Regions from separate parts of the Macaca mulatta genome. Here region 2 is linked to region 1. The links are chromatin contacts, called in public Hi-C maps. All regions are on one chromosome and are shown on one strand. The core of a region is the stretch at or near the end of the contact, and the rest is flanking DNA. Distances in the headings are between cores, read along the strand shown. Region 1 holds the start of MLLT6 (MLLT6, PHD finger containing). Region 2 holds the start of PCGF2 (polycomb group ring finger 2).

The links. Hi-C and Micro-C count contacts between places; a contact is called where the count stands out from the background.
Region 2: a Hi-C map of fetal cortex germinal zone shows a contact between it and region 1, with 2.3 times the contacts expected there. The contact joins the promoter of PCGF2 here to the promoter of MLLT6 in region 1. A contact is called at or near these places in 3 of 14 Hi-C or Micro-C datasets (cortical neurons, fetal cortex germinal zone and liver).

What each region holds. Positions count from the first base shown.
Region 1 is chr16:62,987,014-62,990,032 of T2T-MMU8v2.0, reverse strand. It overlaps MLLT6 (MLLT6, PHD finger containing), which reads right to left and starts at 1,521. Exons shown (of 20, transcript NM_001257665.1): 1 at 1,397-1,521; 2 at 110-189. The coding sequence starts at 1,505. It overlaps LOC144335660 (a long non-coding RNA gene), which reads left to right and starts at 953. Exons shown (of 3, transcript XR_013406708.1): 1 at 953-1,085. LOC144335677 (a long non-coding RNA gene) reads right to left here. Exons shown (of 2, transcript XR_013406726.1): 2 at 2,395-3,019.
Region 2 is chr16:63,021,997-63,025,015 of T2T-MMU8v2.0, reverse strand. PCGF2 (polycomb group ring finger 2) reads left to right here and starts at 1,557. Exons shown (of 9, transcript NM_001265939.1): 1 at 1,557-1,713; 2 at 2,319-2,415; 3 at 2,751-2,806; 4 at 2,890-2,940. The coding sequence starts at 1,602. LOC144335655 (a long non-coding RNA gene) reads right to left here. Exons shown (of 2, transcript XR_013406703.1): 2 at 2,956-3,019.

The DNA.
Region 1 (3,019 bases), core at 272-2,771:
ACAGAGCTAAGTCCCACCCCAGCCTGGCCTCAGAGTCCCCTAGCTCAACCAGAGACGCTCAGGTGTGTGGGAGGGGCCGGGGAGTGGAGCGGGGCAGTCTGGAACTCACCACCCTGGCTGCTCGCTCCTGAGATTCACATTTCCGGCAGAACCAGGGTCCCGTTGGCACCTGAACGATGCCATAGCAAGCTGAGGGGGGGGGAGGACAGTCGCTGAGCAAAGCTGTCAGCCAGTGGCTTTTTCCCAGGGTAACTGGGGGAAGGCGGTGACTCCAAAGAACTAGAGCCAGTTCCAGTAATGGGGGCTGCTCCCCAGTCTGGGGGTCACTCACTTAACAGCAGGACTGCCCAACCGCACAACACCAGCCTTCAACCACACAATCTAGCACTCCAAACAGGACGGGAAGTCTGAGTCTTTGACCTTAAACTTCTAGAAGATCCTCCCCCCACGCCCTTTCTGGACTTGTTTCCCAGCTCCTTCCCCGGACCAGCCATCAGCATCAGGAACAGAGAAAACCAGAGGGGACAACAGTCACGACCGTCAAACACGTTTTGTTGTTGTGGGCGGGGGGATTTCTTAAAGGGCCAGTGAGGGACGAGGCGGAGAAGTAGGGGGTCTAGGGACCTCATCTTCTACTTCTAAGTATCACAGAGTCAGGTTAAAAGTCAAGGCCGAGGGCAGGTGCGGTGCTGGGAACCCAGAGGAGCGTGGCGGGAAGAGCCCCGGGCCACAGCATTCAGGGATGTCCCAGGAAGGGGGGGCCCGGCTGCCTGTGCCAGGCAGGCGGGAGATGCCAGCCTGCGCCCTCGGCAAGATTCCTCAAGGAGTTAACTCCCGAACCATGTGCTGCTGGGGGAAACTCCAAGCCTCCCTCTTCTCGATTCCGGCCCCCTGCACAACCTCTCTCCTGTCGTTAGCTCTTCCCCGGCGGATTTTCGGAGTCCCTTCTCCCCTGGGACCCTTCTCTTCCCTTTCCAAGTCCGCTCCTCCCATTATCCGGAAGCGAGGGGGGATGACGCCCCCCCTTGACCTCTTCCTCCGGGAGCCGGGACCAAAATAACCCGGCGGGAGGGGACACCTCGCAGGTAAACATTCCCCGGGCAGCCCCGACACCGGCGGGGTGGGGCGCGGGGAGTTCACTCATTGCTCCCTAGACTCTCCCCAAACTCCCTCAACTTGGGGTGGGGGGCGCGGAACTGGAACAATAGGCAAGAAAACAATGCCTGACCCGGTCTTCCAGGACCGGGCGGGGGGAGCCCCCCCACGCCTCCCTTCCCTTCAGGTGGGGTGGGGGAGGGGCACGCGAGCCCCGGGAGGTCTCCGGAGGGCGCGGCCGGGGGCGCCCCACGCACGCCGCCCCCAGGGTCCCGCCGCCCCCCGCGGGCCACCCCCATACCTTGGTGGACGGCCACGCTGCACGCGTGCCCATCGCAGTAGACCAGCGGGTTCTCGGCCCAGCCCCTCTCGTCCGAACATACGCAGCAGCCTCCTACCATCTCCTTCATACTCCCATGAGCTCCCTCCGGGGCTGGGGCGGGGGGCCGGCCGGCGGGGGTCGGGGGTCAGGGGGGAGGGAGGGAGCGGGGGGCCGCGCGCCTCCTCGCCCCCTCCTCCTCTTCCTCCGCCGCCGCCGCTTCTTTTCTTTGCCTCCTCCTTCCTCCTCCTCCGCGTCCTCCTCCTCCTCCTCCTCGCTCGCTCTGTCTGGCCGCCCCCCCCGCCGTGCTCTCGCCCTCATGCCCCGACGGGCCCCCCCCACAACAATGAGACTCGCACGCCGGGCTCGCCCCCTCCGCGCCGCTCGCCGGGCTCCTAAGGCCGCCCCGCCGCCGCGCAGCCCGGGCCCGGCGGGGGAGGCGCCGAGTGGCACATCGCGGGCGCCCGCCCGCCCCGCGCCGCCCCGCGCCACCCGCTCACGCGCCGCCCCCCCGGCCCCCCTGCCCGGCCGCGGCAGCCATGGCCGCGCGCCTCCGCTCGCTCGCTCCCGGCCCGCCCGCCGCCAGCCGCCGGGTAAAGTCTTAGGTTCAGGGAACAAAGCCTGGCTTGGTAGGGAGCTTTTCGCTCGTTCGCTCCGTGCTGCTTTGCCTGCTTTATTTTTCGTCTTAGGGCTCTGGGTCGTCGCTCCCTAGCCCTCCCTCTGCCCGCCCTCCCGTCTCGGGCCCCGGGTCCCCGAGTCTCCAGCCCCCTCCGCCAAGTCTTCGTCTCTGGGTGGGTTCTTCAGCCCCAGGGAAACTTGGGGGTGGAGACCGGGGGAAGGGGCGCTAGGAGGAATGGGAGCGACGCGGGCCGTTCGCCCCCGCCCCACCCCGTGTCTGGGGGTCTTTTTGGATGGCCGCCCTCGGGCCCTTTTTCCGGAGGCCACTCTGGAGGGTAGACGCTGTCACACGCAGACACTAATTCATTCAACAGATATTTATTAAACGCTCGTTGCCAGTCGCTGGGATCAAGTAGAGAGCAAAACATATTCCTGCCCTCGGGGAGCTTCCTGTCGGTTCACAGCCACACACGCACGCACAGGGACTCGGAGCCCCAGAGACACACACCGAGGCACCGCACAGACACGAGCTAACTCCCAGCTTCAGTCACACCACTGACCCTCCCAGAGACACGAACCTCCGCTCCAGCCCCGCGCGCGCGCTTAGAGACCCACGAGAGTTAGAGACCCGCAACCACGAGGTGCTCACGAACACCAGTTACACTTGACCTCTAGGCACGCGCACAGACACACAGCGTAACTCATACGCAGCACTCCAGAGGACTAAAGTCCCTGCAGTTGGGTCTGGGAGAGAAGTGAGGGGCGTCGGCCCAAACGCTTCTTCCCAAGACCTGTGTGGGCAAGAGGGGGGTGAGATCTGACCCCCCAAAAACTTCCTAAAGGGGGGCGACGCTCTTGGGACTAAAGGTCACCCGCCCCCCACAGCGGGAGTTCGGGTGGCGTAGGGGAGAAGGCAGCCCTGGGGGCTTCAACGACACTTCAAAGACCTCGAGGCCGGGAACGCTTCCTGCGGGGGAGGGGCAAACA
Region 2 (3,019 bases), core at 308-2,807, 35 kb before region 1:
CTGATCCCGGCTGTGAATTTCTTGTCCTAGAAAACTCAGTGTGGTGGCTTTAGAAATCTTTCTGGAAAGGAGAGAAGGGTGTGCGTATGTTGTAAAGGAGCTGTTGGGGCTTGGCCTCTTCCCAAGCCCCACCCTTGGGCTTTTACTCTGGGAAAGAGGAGGGAGGGGCTGTCCCTTCCAGGTGCAGGTTTGGTTTGATTTCTTTACCAAGAAGGAAGCACAGTGGCCAATCCAGAGCTGGACTTTTCACCTCTCCGGACCCTGCCTGGGCCTGGCTGGTGTCGGGCAGGCGGTCTGGGCACAGAGCACTTTCTGCCCAGCTTTGGCAGGCATCTGTGAGAGCCTGTGGTTTGTCACTGGACAGCCTGTGAACAGGTGGCAGAGGCGTCACCAGGGCAGGAGACAGCGGGAGAGTAACAGTGACCATGTGGGGGGAATTCCTGCAGTGTGCATGAAAGGGAGGTTCCTGGACCCTGTGTGCTTGTGTCCATCAGGGGCACTGGGAGGGATTCCTGTGGCAGGGGTATAGCCTTTTTGCCTAAACTCTTTGAGTCCAGGGCTAGGGCTGGAGCTGTGCATTCCCAGCTTCAGGCATGTAAGGACCCTCTCTGTTCCCTGCCTGAGTCCCAGGCCTGGAAGCCAAATGGTCAGCGTATGGTGGATTTTCTGGGAGCAGCCTATATTTGGCAGACTTTAGAGGAGGGAGGTGCTCCAAAGCCTAGGCTGGATGCGGAGCCAGAAGCACAAGGGATGGCTGTGGCCTTCTAACTTAGGGCAGCCTGTGCCATGGTGCTTCCAGGGAAGCCTTCTTGGAGGAGGAGTGAATGGATGGAGTAGATAGGAGGCTGGGATCAAGTCTGAGGCCCTGCACCTGGGTGGAGGGGTTGAGGGAGTGAGGATAACTTATTTTTCCCTTCTGTTCCTTGAAGTTTCAGGCCAGTGGCTGATTTATCTGAGTTTCCTCCTAGTTCCTAGGATGCTTTAAATGTGGACCATGTGAGTGAATACGGATTGGGATTGGGGAGTTTTGTTTTTGTTTTTATTTTTTTAGACAGAGTCTCGCTCTGTCGCCCAGGCTTGAGTGCAGTGGCATAATCACCGCTCACTGCAGCCTCAACCACTCAGGCTCAAGGGATCATGTGAGGCAGGAGGATCCTCCTGCTGTGGCCTCCCAAAATGCTGGGATTACAGACATGAGCCACTGCACCCGGCCTGGGATAGGAGAGAGTTTAAAAAGCCCTCTTCTCTTCCATTTTCCTGCCTTTTTTTTTTTTTTTGGAAACGGAGTCTCGCTCTGTCGCCCAGGCTGGAGTGCTGTGGCTCAATCTCGGCTCACTGCAAGCTCAGCCTCCCGAATAGCTGGGACTACAAGCGCCCGCCAGCACCCCCGGCTAATTTTCTGTATTTTTAGTAGAGACGAGGTTTCACCGTGTTAACCAGGATGGTCTTGATCTCCTGACCTCGTGATCCGCCCGCCTCGGCCTCCCAAAGTGCTGGGATTACAGGTGTGAGCCACCATGCCCGGCCAACTCTGGGTTTCTGATTCCACTTTGTTTCCCAGGGCAACGCTCCCCAGTCCCCCCACCCCCGACCCCGGAATCATGCATCGGACTACACGGATCAAAATCACAGAGCTGAACCCCCACCTCATGTGTGCCCTCTGCGGGGGGTACTTCATTGACGCCACCACTATCGTGGAGTGCCTGCATTCCTGTGAGTTGGGGGGAGGGGAGCTGCTCAGGGTGGGCAGCCTCTGTGCCCAGATTGGGGTGGGCATGGCCTGAGGAAGGTAGCACACAAACCCTTGCCCTGAAGAGCCAACGTGCCCACGTGTCTGCTGGGAATCCTCAAGTCACAGAGGGCCTACCTTGCAGGGGCAACTGGGTGCGGGGCATCGGCCCAGAAGTTCATTTCAAGGACTTGCATCTGAAATCTTAGCTCTTTCTTGAAATGACTGAAATTGTATGCCCTGAAGATGCAGACACCCCTTGTTTGTACTGTGGGCTTGGCAGCAAGGGGGTGAGACCCAGGGGCATCTTGAACAGGCTGGCTTTTGTCCTCCACTCCATTGGGGAGCTTGGGACTGAGGGCTGACCTGCGTTGTACGTGACACTGGCCTGTCTCACACAAGATCCAGCTTCCCTCAACAATGCACAGGGACAGGTGCCACACGTGCAAAACACACATCGCCACGTTGGGCCTCGGAGCAGGGACAGGGTGGAGATGAAGGGATATCTGAGTCTGAGCAGAGGGCGGGGAGGCTGGTCCTGGGATTGGAAGGCAACTCTAACTCTCCTCCCTCTCTCCACACCCCCAAGTCTGCAAAACCTGCATCGTGCGCTACCTGGAGACCAACAAATACTGCCCCATGTGTGATGTGCAGGTCCATAAAACCCGGCCGCTGCTGAGCATCAGGTAGGCTTGGCACCGCACTCCTGCCCCCGCCATCCTCTGGGTCAGCCTCCCCCATCCCTCCCGCACTCCGTGCTTCCTTCAGCCAAGGCGGCAGGTGTGGGAGAAGCACGGCGTGTGGACTTGGGCTACTCCCCTCCCTTGGGGTTGCATTTGGCTCGTCATAGGCTGAGGCATACTAGAGGGTCAAAGACCAGACCCACAGGGATCCCAATGCCTGGGCACTGGGTCTCAGAAAGGGAGTGGGTAGAGAGGTCCCATGACTGGGAGAGCAGGGTGAGGTCAGAGCAGTTCTCTGGAGAGCTCATTGCTGATACACCCTGTCCATTTTTCCCCAGGTCTGACAAAACCCTTCAAGACATTGTCTACAAATTGGTCCCTGGGCTTTTTAAAGGTATCTGCACACCATTCCTCCTCCTGCCCACCGACCCCATTTCCCAACCCATGGCCCTGTCCTCATCCGCTCCCTTCTTCCAGATGAGATGAAACGGCGGCGGGATTTCTATGCAGCGTACCCCCTGACAGAGGGTGAGTGTGCTCGCATCTGTTTGTGTGTGCATGGGCGTGCCTGGGACCATGTAGGTGTGTAGTGTTACCAGTCACCCTC